3 separate regions of the Sus scrofa genome follow, and all the other regions are linked to region 3. The links are chromatin contacts, called in public promoter capture Hi-C maps. All regions are on one chromosome and are shown on one strand. The core of a region is the stretch at or near the end of the contact, and the rest is flanking DNA. Distances in the headings are between cores, read along the strand shown. Region 1 overlaps CTTNBP2 (cortactin-binding protein 2). Region 2 overlaps CTTNBP2 (cortactin-binding protein 2). Region 3 overlaps CTTNBP2 (cortactin-binding protein 2).

Region 1 (4,423 bases), core at 427-2,926, 64 kb before region 3:
TTATTCCACCATGTACTCTTTAAATGAAAGTCTAGAAAGCAATTTATATTTTGTTAAAACTGTTACATAATGAAGTAAAAAATATTGAATACAAATGGCAAAACAAAGTGCAATTATTTATAAGAAGAAGAAAAAGGCATAAGAAATAAATTCGACCACTATTTTGATTGTTCTTTTCTGGCCCATGTGTTATTTTTTTGGTCGTCTAGCACCTGAAACTCCTTCCAATGTTAATTCTTCACTGATGATGCTCTCCTACCGTAGTTAAATAGGTCCAATAGTTGCTTTCTGGGTCTTGTAGCAAAGAAGAGGGCATGGGGCCTAAGGCTGGCCAATCAACTATACCTCTCTAGGCTTCAACTAGGACATGAGTGATGCAAAGAAGTGGGGCTGGGGGAGGCACCACTCAAGACCCAGAGCAGTGATGGCAGTAATACTGACTGCTGTCAGCAAGCTTCAGTATCCAGTTCCCAGCAGAAGTAGCAGCCACTACAGACTAGATCTGGAGTGAGCATTTGTCAGTGATGCTGGCTGATAAGAGCTGGTCTCCTAGTTCTCCCAGCCAAGCTCTACCACGCTGTAGGCCAAGGAATAAAGGCTGTTTCTGCATAACGAACACTGGCTTTACCACCAAGCAACTACGAATTCTGCCTGTTACAGCTATGGTCATGTAAGTGACCTCATTATATTGGGCTGCTACCTAAGAGGAGCTCTTATCCAATACACAGAGCTACTTTTAGTTTTCCCGCCGGTTGGGAAAAAATCTGCTCCCTTCTGATTTCCTCGTTATTTTGGTTCCTTTCTTCTAAAGGCTCTGCTCAAATTAAAAGATCACTCCTACTTCAATGCTAGAAATTATTCTAAGTATGAATAAAATGAATGAAAATAAATTAGAATAGAAACTGTATTAACAGATGATGCACAAGATAAAAAAAACCCAAATAGTAACCACCCTAGGTTACTGGCTTTAAGTCGGGGGGGTGGGGTGGGGGGGGATATTACCAGAGGCAAAGTTCCCCGTGATGATTACTCATTAGCTTATTCAAAGTGGCTTGAGGCTCAGTCCATTTGCCAAATTGACTCCTGCCCAAATTTTCCTGGCACGAAAATTACCAAACAGTTAACCCTCCTATTAGTAGTCTCAGCAGGAACCAAGGCATGAATGAGCACGAAGCCTCTTCTCCCGCCTTGAGAGGCCAACCAGAGCAGCATTCAGGCCAAATGTCTTAGAATTACCACAGAGCTATGCCCGGTGTCAGATAATAAACACTTGAATTGTAGATAATGGGACCTTTGCTTTCCCTGACTTTTGCTCTGGGAGTGATTTAAAGACCTGAACCCATTTAAAATAATGGATTTTTGTGTCTTAATGCTTTTAGACTTCTAAAGCTGCAATTTATTCTACATGCAAGAGAACCAAAGATGTTTGGTTAATATATTTACTCTCAAGAGTAAAGATGACAGGTAATTTTGTTGCTCAAATGAGTTTGGTGTTTCTGGGCTTATCAGCTACTGTGATACTTTCTTTATAAAAATCTGTGATAAAGAGTACAAACCTTAACTCTTCTCACATGTTACAATCTACCGGAATAGAATATCCTCTAGGGACAAAGGGTAGCACTGCCTAGCAGAGAGACCCTTTGCTGAGACTGCACAGCCGGTGAATTTGGCCATAAAAGACTCCTCTATCTCTGTTATACGTGGGAGACAGATCACTGGCTCATTTCATATTAGCCTCTCAGGACCCATAGGACAGAAACAATTTCCTTTCACTTCCAGCCAGGTTGGAAATGATCCAGTCATTCAGAAACAAACAGGATGTAAGCTGATTAAAGAAAAAAAAAATCAACTAGATAATAAAATCTTTGATTCAACTCGAAATGAATTTCTTTTTATTTTCTTTTACAAGAGAAGTGATAGATAAAATGCAAAACTGAAGTAAAATTTAGGAAAGTATACATTTTTATATATTAAATGAAAACTACAATAAAAAACATTTTCTTGATTTTTGATAAAATCAGCATAAAACCAGCAGATGTACTTTATGATGAAATAGCTCATTTGACAAGTTAAGAACATAACTGAAATGAGTCTCATCCAAGAAATACAAGTCAGCTTTAGTGACATCAGCTGAAATACACTGGCTCTTGCTTATGTGGTTTGTGGGGATTTTTGAAAAGCTCCAGAGACCTTGGTGGTTCCCTGCAGGGCTTTGTAAAGGGTTTGCAGAGTCCAGAGTCAAACTGTGTGATTCGGTCTCACGTGCATGGAAGGCCCTCTATTCTTCTCTACTATTTTACCCAGTGCTTTAGTTTTCTACCATGTGACACAGTGAGCAAAATGTTTGCTTTTATTCAACACCCATACCAGAACACCGGCATCCATATGTTAATACAAGGATATAATTACAGGGGAAAAGCCCACGTGTCCAATGACGGTATCATCAATATTTATCTAGTGTAGTGCATTCAGGTTAATTGTTAACCAGGTATTAAATGTGAGCTATAACAAGTCTTCTGAAAAGGACAAATAGAAGCAGCATTTTAATTTATGCTTTAAAATGGTTGGAAGAACATATTACTTTTACTTTTAATCATACCAGACATCATTACCTTCTCTGGCTTCCTCACTCTCTTTTCCAATAAAGGCAGTAGGTAGTCTTGGCAGCATACTGGAAGGCCAAATTTTAAACTTCGACTTCCTCATGGCTGATGCCAGTAAGTTTTTATCACTTAGGACTGTTTGAAGTACATGTTCGTGTGCAATAAACACGTGTGCGTTGGTGGGGGAGGTGAGGAGGGGCGAGGAGGTTGGTTTATATGAAACACATGTGAGCAGGAGCCTGGAGGTCTGCAGCAGACACAGCCATCAGACCCTAGAAGTGAGACTGAGACTGACCAGGACTTCAAGATGACATGTTGTGAGATTGCATACACCATGCAAACTTTCATTCTATTCCCACACTATCTTCATTTTCCAAAAAGATAATTAAAAAATAATTTCTAAATGCAAAGAAATATTGAAGACAGAAGCTGAATAAAATTGGGGATGCCAATTTTGGTGGCATTACTGGATCAGGCATCTAGCAATGAAGCATGTCTTATGGCACTAGAAAAGGGAAGCCCCCCCAGCCCAAATCCTTATTTTAATGAAAGCATCACAGTAACCATTATATGGGACAAAATTTGTCATTCTTCTTTTATGATTTAGTGTTATTTTGAGCTACATTTGAGAAGGGCAACCAGAATTTTTAAATACTTTGCATTTCTAAGTCCTTATCCCAACTCTTCTTGAAAATATAATATTTAAGAACAAAACAAAATGATGATCTCTTCATTCTACACTGCATGACAACAAAGGACTGTTTGAAAGTCTCAATACCTTCTTTTGTCTGCTCTCAGCAGCAGCCAGCTGCGTGGACATCCTTTCTTGCATTTTTCTGCAGTGGGCCATCACTGCTTCAAGGATGGAGAGGGGGTTGGTACAAACTGGCTTCTTCTCTTTATCACCAGCACCTGCTTCATAGTCTCTCTGCAGTGCCAGGAATGGGTCATTCAAATTAAATCTCCCATACCGTTCCTGGATAAATACCTCCTTCCTGCGAGCCTAGAACAAAATCAGAGGAATGAATTCAAGAAAGAAATGAAAACATATAGAATGGTATTTATATGAAGGTTTTGTGTTTACTGTTCCAAATGGTATATGCAACTGTTGTAATGGCTTTTGTGGAATGTCAGGTGCTGAGTGAGAAATAAGGGGACTGTTGACCCCAAACCCTGACCAAACTGCCATCCCATTCAGTCTTTCAAATTTTCTTCCTTTAAGAATATTGTCTTTTAAATTATAAATGCTGCAAGTTTTTTTTTTTTTTTTTTTTCCTCATGATGCCCACTCCTTCAAGGATCTGAATTTTAGGTGAAGTCTTTTCTCATTTAAAATAAAAATAGCAACAATTAAAATAACTTTCAGCAAAAATTCAAAAATAAGCAAAATAATGTTTATAGAACTCATTATTTCACATAATCCTAATCAAGTTAAGTCCCAAAATATAAATCTCCTACAAGTTTTGTATACCTGGAAAGAATTTATAAAAATATTTGAAGAAAGTATTTCATGAAATTTTTTATGTCTAAAAATATCACAATGTTCACATTTTGTCAAGTGTGACCAACTACGAAAAACAAACAAACAAACAAACAAACAAAAAAACCTCCAGAAAATTAGCAAGATGCAAACGTCTTCTCATCACTGAAGGGCATTAAAATATAGTTCACAGAATCCCAGGAAACAATGTAACCTCATTTCACTTTAAATGTCAGTCCATCAGCGTCAAAGTTAATTCCACATCCACTTGGCACTAGATGCAATTTTCTATAATTAGCATACAACGGCCTTTGCATAAAATGGAAATAGCAGTAGAAAT
Region 2 (4,330 bases), core at 921-3,420, 88 kb after region 3:
TGTGCACTTCCAAAGCATACAAACTGCTGTTATTTCCAAGAGAACTAGCAATAGAAGTAAGCAAATGACCCCAAAAGCAAAATGCATGGGATTCAGCATAGAGCTTAAATACAAAATTTCTCTTGAAATGAGGCTTTATGTATTGACAGATAAGAATCAAGAATCAAGATAATAATCACCATTATTCATAATAGCTGATACACATTCTCTTGGAAATTTTAAAATTCATTTTTGGGCCAGACCTGAGGAAGAGAAATAGTGAACTCTTTATATGCAATTAAATATGTACTTTACCCACTCTTATTTGCAGTTAAATACGTACTTTACGCACTCTTGCTTTCAGGTCAGGAGATAAAACTGATAAAAAAATTTCCCCAACAATGCCTCATATATATAAAGTAGCCTTGTAGCAAACTTAGAATGCTAGTTCATGGGTGAGTTCATGGATTAAATCCAATTAATAGACTTTTCATATCAAACATAATATTTTTTTACCTTTTCTCATTCTGAACTATCAGAGAAATGGATGATTTGAAGAAGAGAATTTTGTCTGAGAGAATAAACTGTAGTGGGAAAAAAACTACAAAATTCAGTGAAGTTGACACAAAAAGTTTATATACTCCAGCTAGAAAATAAAATAAATACAGAGTCAATTATGAGGTGGTAGAAAGACAACTGGACCTGAAGTTATAAATATCTCAATTGTAGCTTTGCCACTCAGTTAGCTCTGAGGTTTTAGACAAGCTTTAATAGTACCCCAAGCCTTATTTTCCTCTACTTAGGTATGCAATAATCTGCAGCTCACAAGAACTCCTGTGAAATCTATACAGTGGAACAGTGTCATGTTTGCATTTACATTATACAAATAATGTGCATTTTCCCAAGAAATTAAGCTATGTGTGCTTTTCTGCAATTAATACTTTGAGAGATGAATTGCATATACTATTCCTGGTGTGTGTGTGTGTGTGTGTGTGTGTGTGTGTGTGTGTGTGTGTGTGTGTGTGTGTGTGTGTCTTCTTAGGGCCGCACCCATGGCATATGGACGTTCCCAGGCTAGGAGTCAAATCAGAGCTGCAGCTGCTGGGCTACACTACAGCCATAGCAGCGCCAGATCCGAGCTGCATCTGCAGCCTACACCACAGCTTGTGGCAATGCTGGATCCTTAACCTACTGAGCAAGGTCAGGGATCAAACCCACATACTAGTCAGGTTTTTAACCCACTGATCCATGATGGAACTCCGTGTATACTATTCTTTATTGTCTACTTTTACTAAAGCAGTTACCTTCATACATATGCATATTTTAAATGTAGAAAATCATGCATACCATTCTTTATGGTCTGGGGTTTTCCTGGGTAATTTTATCCATATGTGATTTTTACTTTATGAAATGACTTCAGGACATAACCCCCACATAAGATGTAACTCCTCTGCATATGAAAGTGTTTTGTAAACCATAGAGACCATACAGGTATAACATGTTATTAATACTATTTTTCATTGAGAAGGACAATTGAAATACAAAAAAAGGAAGGAAAACAAAAACCTTACATATTTCCTCATATTATTTTTCTTAACTGCTCTGTTTTATATTTAGATTACATATGATTGTAGTTTAGAATGTGTCTTTAATTCTCAAAAAATAGATTTGTTTTCACTTAAAGCTCTATGGACCTAAGAAAGAGTGGCTTAATTTTTACCCAATACTATGTGTTTAATAGTTATGCAAATTAGTTTTTATATAATAAACCGAGTTTATATCCATTGAACAACAATTTTTTTCATAACAGATGAATAACCAATCTGAGAATATTCACAGTTGTTCCATGGTTGCTGGAATTTCACTAATAATTTTAAAAATATTTGTTACCCAACCCAAATTATTACATAAATATCTGTTCTATAAAAATTTAAAGAGAATTTTTATTTATTTATTTATTTATTATTGTATTTCCCCCATAAAGAGAACTTTTAAGTTATAATCTACCAAATGTTAGAGTTGCAGAAACTTTAAAGATGACTTCCATTCTCTTTCACAATTTTGAAGCGGAAATTGTAAAAGGTTAAGTGATTTGTGTAAAGTCAAACACATGCCACGGAGAAGATGGAACTTGAGGCAGCAAAATCGAAAGCCAGTGAGATAGGTCAGCAGAGCAGGACAGCTGAAATACAAACAGCCCATGGAGTCTAGCCTTGCCAAAATCCTCAGAAACTTCACAAACACCAGAGCTCCTTGTGTGACTGTTCCTGGAAGGACTCCAGAATAAATACACAAGGCCACGAGAAAGCACAGGACGACGTGAACTCTACACTTCTACATTTTCAACAGTGTTTAGAAAAATGATGTACAATATATTAATAAGCATCAAATTTTGAATTGTATGGTAGCAAGCCATTCTCTTGGTTTTATTTCCACTTTCAGATGGCTGCACGATTTTATTTGACTTTTAAGTATATCTTCAAATATGATCACATGTAACTGCCACGTTTGAGGTACAGGCATTATCCTGAAGCATTTCTATGACATCACGACCTACCGGAACATGTACAAGTTCTAAGTGATATAGCACTGAGTGTGAATTGTGCCTCCAGCACTTGCTAATAAGAGACCCTCAATCAAGACACTCATTCTCTAAGACTCCATGTCCTCTCCTGTAAAATGAGGATAATATTGTACATAGATTTAAGGAGTAAGCAAAGTGTATAAAGTGCTTAGTATGACATAGGCATTCAATACATAGTAACTCTTTTTTTAAATTTTATTTATTTTTTAATTACTCAATGAATTTATTACATTTATAGTTGTACAATGATCATCCCAATCCAATTTTATAGGATTTCCATGCTAAAACCCCAGTGCATCTCTTTAGAATGACTCTACCATGGAAAAAAAGTCCTGTGCAAATAGAGTGATTTGCTTGTTTCATGATTTTCTCTGCCTTTCTAGCTATATTTTTTTTTTTGGCAGCACCTTTCAGATGACAAACTTCTCTTTTTGATTCCAGCTTTATTATGATTGGCAAATAAAAATTTTTTTAGGATTTTTATTTTTTTTCCATCATAGCTGGTTTACAGCGTTCTATTTTCTACTGTACAGCAAGGTGACCTAGTAACATACATATATATTTTTTCTCACATTATCATGCTCCATCATAAGTGACCAGATATAGTTCCCAGTGTTATACAGCAAGATCTCATTGCTTATCCATTCCAAAAGCAATAATTTGTATCTATTAACCCCAAATTCCCAGTCCAACCCACTCCCTCCTCCTTCCCCTTGGCAACCACAAGTCTATTCTCCAAGTCCATGATTTTCTTTTCTGTGGAAAGGTTCATTTGTGCCATATATTAGATTCCAGATATAAGTGACGTCATATGGCATTTGTCTTTTTCTTTCTGACTTGCTTCACTTAGTATGTGTCTCTAGTTCCATCATGTTGCTGCAAATGGCATTATTTTGTTCTTTTTTATGGCTGAGTATTATTCCATCATGTATATATACCACATCTTCTTGATCCATTCATCTGCCAATGGACGTTTAGGTTTTTTCAATGTCTTGGCTATTGTGAATAGTGTTGCAGTGAACATATGGGTGCATGTGTCTTTTCCAAGGAAAGTTTTGTCTGGATATATGCCCAGGAGTGGGATTGCTGGGTCATATGGTAGTTCTATATATAGTTTTCTGAGGTACCTCCATACTATTTTCCATAGTGCTTGTACCAATTTACATTCCTACCAACAACGCAGGAAGATTCCCTTTTCTCCACACCCTCTCCAGCATTTGTTATTTGTGGACTGGAAAATAGAAATTATATATATTTAGATTGTACAATGTGCTTTATTTTAAGGCATACAGCACAATGATTTAATATGCATATACATTGTGAAATGATTAACACAATCAAGCTAATGAATTTATCCATAACCTTACATGCCACAATTTTTAAACTTTTTTTTTTGTGTGTGTGATGTGAACACTTAAGATTTACTCTCAGCAAATTTCAGGTCTAGAATATAGTATTACTATTTACAATTTCTATGCTGTACATCAGGTCCTCAGAACTTATTCATCTGATAACTTGAAATTCATATACTTTGAGCAACATTTCCCTATTTTTCCCACCCGTGGCCTTGGTAACCACCTTTCTATTCTTTAGTTCAATGAGCTCAACTTTTCTAGATCCCACATATAAGATAATAGAGTACTTATCCTTTTGTGTCTAGCTCATTTTATTTAGCATAATACCTCCAAGTTCATCCATATTGTCACAAATGGTAGGATTTTCTTCCTTTTATGGCTGAATAATATTCCATTGTATGCATATACCATA
Region 3 (3,829 bases), core at 369-2,868:
TTTTATGAAACATTTTGGCATTTTTTGAAAAATAAAGAAGGCCAGAAGCTAAAATCCCATTAAAAATATTTCATTGTTTCATATGACTTGTCATTTATCTGACCTGAGGAACTTATGGTACAAAAGTACTTAGAATAGAAAAATCAAGTATTAAAGTTTCTTAGTTTAAGATAAAAATAATTATTCTAATTGAATAATTTTTAAAAACCATTTGGAGTATGACTGACATAAAAAAATGCTGTACATATTTAATGTATGCAATTTGATGAGTTTGAAGATAAGTATATACCCATGCAACCTGCCCTACAATCTATGCTATAAAGAAACCCCAGCATCTACAAAAGTTTCCTCCCATTTTTTTTTTAAGTCTTTTGTCTTTTTAGGCATATGGAGGTTCCCAGCTAGGGGTCCAATCAGAGCTGCAGCTGCCAGCCTACACTAGAGCCACAGCAACACCAGATCCGAGCAGTGACTGCAATTTACACCACAGCTCACAGCAACGCTGGATCCTTAACCTACTGAACAAGGCCAGGGATCGAACCTGTAACCTCATGGTTCTTAGTCAGATTCATTTCCACTGCGCTACAATGGGAACTCCCCCCCATTCTCTTTGTTATTTTTTGTGATTAGTCTTGTAATATTTTTATAATTAACTGGATAACCTAATTTTCAAAATAAGATACAAGACAGGAGAGATCTAAATGCCACACTCACATAAAAAATTAGGGAGAGGAGTTCCCATTGTGGCGCAGTGGTTAATGAATCTGACTAGGAACCATGAGGTTGTGGGTTCGATCCCTGCCCTTGCTCAGTGGGTTAAGGATCCAATGTTGCCATGAGTTGTGGTGTAGGTGGCAGATGCAGCTCGGATCTGGCATTGCTATGGCTCTGGCGTGGGCTGGCAGCTACAGCTCCGATTAGACCCCTAGCCTGGGAACCTCCATATGCCACGGGAATGGCCCAAGAAATGGTAAAAAGACCAAAAAGAAAAAAAAAAATTAGGGAGAGTTCACTAAGTGGTCTAGTGGTTAGGCACTGGTGCTTTCACCACTGCAGCCCAGGCTCAATCCCTGCTCTGGGACCTGAGATCCCATGCCAAGTGGCTTCACATGGCTCCCCCAAAACAACTTAGGCTCTCCATAAAGGTACCCAAGAAAACATGACACCCATGTCCACCATCAACCCCCCCAAAAATAACCCCAGAGCAAACAGGTTCAAAGACTAGGCTTTATTATTAATGAAATTGTTTTCCTAATTAATAAAGAAAAAACCCAACTTAATGTTTTAGGGATGGCAAGACACCTCAGAAAAGAAAAAAAGCAAAGAAACCAGCCACTCCTCCGCCTGTCATGTTTGAAGTTTGCCAGGAAAAGCACTCTAGGAGAAGCACTTCTTAACACCTAGTTTTAAAAATCTGGCACAGGCAGCTTAAAGGAATCCAGAGTTTGGTCATCAGATAGAGAGAAGGCCTTTTTTGGGACAAATACACATGAAAGGAGACACAGCTTCAAACTCGTACCGTTCGACTCGGCAGTCTGCAACGGTTCTGAAGTATTTGGGGTTGGTATGGCCATGGCACTCCTCCAGATAGTCTCATACAGGCTCAGAGAGAGGGAGGGAGGGGAAGGGAGAAAGGACAAAATCGAGCCAGGCTCAACTGTCATCTTCAACTGCTGCATCTGAACATAGGCCAATACCAAGTTTCCACCACTACTGCTCCCCCCCAACTCTCCCTGAGAAAAAAATCTAAAATAGTTTGTGGGGAACTCAACAGTCTCAGTCGAAATAGGTCAGAAGACCCTCAACTATATCCTGTAGGAATTAATGCGATCTGCACATTATTGGTACCACCAAAGCCTTTAGAAGTTACTATGAGCCACAGTGGCAGAGGTGTCCCTCAGATCTTAGTCCAAACACATCAGCTATGGTGATAACCTCGTGGCCAGCCAAGGCAAACATGTTCTCTGGCTCTTCCCACAAACGCCAAGAACATCTCTTCCAGTTGCCAATCTAGTGGGTTGTGCCTGCATTTGATCAGTGCATTTATAAGGGCGGGAGGTGGGACATCGGAGAAAGCAGAGGGGCTGAAAGAACATTATTTCATCTCTTTGGGTCTCCGATTTCTCAGGACTAAAACAAGAATGTTGTATTAAGTATCTCTCCCAGCCCCCAAATGTCCTGATTTTACATATCATTAGGGTAACTGGATTACTCAACTGAGGAAATTTAGGTCATTCCCTGAAGCCTATGAGAAATATTTGAAGAAAATCACTTTTGCCTCTTGGCCCACAAGTTATGGAAATATGTTTTCCTCCTAGTTTAATGGTGGGTACTAATAACTATGAATACATTTAGAACTTCCTATGTGAGTGAGATGTCTGCTCTGAGAATGAATAAGAAATGGCTCAAAGAAGGGACAAGCAATGAAATCCACCTTGAGATTTCAAGGAGAAAAATCAAAATTTGAAATTTGAATTTAACACAAAAAAGTTAAATCCAACTTTCCAGGTACATAGAATACTTACAGTATTTAAAAAATGTGAATGCAGCCAATTAGAAGAATTTCTCCTGATGAAAAGCACATTTTTTCATGCTTTAAAACTCTAGTTATGTCCTCCTGATTTCTCGCTACAGGAAGGAAAGAGTGTTCCCTGCCAGGGCTGCACACCTATGACTTTGTTCTCGCTAATCCTCCTTTCTCCTCTAATTCATCTGCATCCCATTATCTTCAGGACATAGCTTAAGTCCTACTTCCGTGCATCTTTCCACACTCAGAAATCTCTCATTCTCTTAATTCAGCCTTAGAGTCTGTTCTATGCATTTATTTCCAAGTAATAATCATGTCCTGCCTTGCGTATTTCCTCATTCTATGAAACTTACTCACATTAACTCTCTACTTTCTCATCTCCACTGGATGTGTCAGGACAGTAAGAGTGTTACATCTTCACATGACTTTACCTAACACATATGCTACCCATTTTTGATAGCAAACTGTCTCTCTCAGCATAAAAACACAAAGCATGGCAACAATATGTATTACGAAGATACAACGTTATAGCCCAATCTAGGGGCAACTAAGTAACTGATCAATCATTTTCGAAAACACTTTACAGGAACCTAAAGTAAGACAACTTGGCCTGTGCCTTTAAAGCAACACACTGAGAACTTGGGCTCAGCATTCCATGAGCATGCACCGCACATCGACCGTAGGGTCTTTCATGCAAGACACAACTCAGTGTATTAGAAGAAGTAAAACCAGCAAGTAAACAGAATGTCAGAAAGGAAACCTGGTAATGGATGTAATTAATTTTAAGTACAAGAAAACTGGAGTGAAAAAACACAGAAGCGGCTCAGTCAGGGGCAGCAGCCTCTGCTAATTAAGCGCAGCTTCCTTCCTTTCCCTCCTTTCAGATCTCCCCTCAGCCTGCATTCTTACTTTGGGAAAACAAAAGGACTGCATCTCAGACAAAACAAATGTCCATTTCCATCATAACTCAGTTTTTCAATGTCACAACAACCCTACATGGGACATGCATCATTTTCACATGTGAGCTGGCACCCAGATCCAATAATTTTCCTTGAAGAAGCTTATACTACCTTGAAGACTATCACCTCAATTATCTGCAGGTGGTGAATGTCAGCATGCTGACTTTCAAGAGGCATGACGTGGGCAGCTACATGACTTAGTGACAAAGCCCTGCTGTAGAAGAACTCAGGCCTTTTGGCATCACTTTGTTGCCTTTTCGATGAAATACAAAAATGTCAAAACCCAATCATTTGCAAACAAGTGTCCATTCCACATAGTAACGATAACTTGGCTGTTCTGCAT

Evidence for each region. Promoter capture Hi-C pulls out the DNA fragments that hold promoters and counts their contacts.
Region 1: a contact with region 3 is called in a promoter capture Hi-C map of liver, with 2.7 times the contacts expected there. The contact joins two enhancer-like sites. A contact is called at or near these places in 1 of 5 promoter capture datasets (liver) and 6 of 47 Hi-C or Micro-C datasets (fetal heart ventricle, heart right ventricle, liver and 1 more).
Region 2: a promoter capture Hi-C map of liver shows a contact between it and region 3, with 2.5 times the contacts expected there. The contact joins two enhancer-like sites. A contact is called at or near these places in 1 of 5 promoter capture datasets (liver) and 1 of 47 Hi-C or Micro-C datasets (liver).

What each region holds. Positions count from the first base shown.
Region 1 is chr18:28,483,899-28,488,321 of Sscrofa11.1, reverse strand. CTTNBP2 (cortactin-binding protein 2) reads right to left here. Exons shown (of 24, transcript XR_002340261.1): 4 at 3,382-3,606. Among named protein-coding and RNA genes, the nearest start is that of CFTR, 330 kb to the left of the region's middle. Within about 2 kb of position 1,676, at least 24 of the 83 cell types and tissues checked have an H3K27ac peak or open chromatin away from gene starts, as enhancers often do. A contact at or near this core is called in liver, where this site is marked.
Region 2 is chr18:28,332,726-28,337,055 of Sscrofa11.1, reverse strand. The region is part of intron 2 of CTTNBP2 (cortactin-binding protein 2); the gene reads right to left. Among named protein-coding and RNA genes, the nearest start is that of LSM8, 200 kb to the right of the region's middle. Within about 2 kb of position 2,170, at least 2 of the 83 cell types and tissues checked have an H3K27ac peak or open chromatin away from gene starts, as enhancers often do. A contact at or near this core is called in liver, where this site is marked.
Region 3 is chr18:28,420,255-28,424,083 of Sscrofa11.1, reverse strand. The region is part of intron 2 of CTTNBP2 (cortactin-binding protein 2); the gene reads right to left. Among named protein-coding and RNA genes, the nearest start is that of LSM8, 290 kb to the right of the region's middle. Within about 2 kb of position 1,618, at least 3 of the 83 cell types and tissues checked have an H3K27ac peak or open chromatin away from gene starts, as enhancers often do. A contact at or near this core is called in liver, where this site is marked.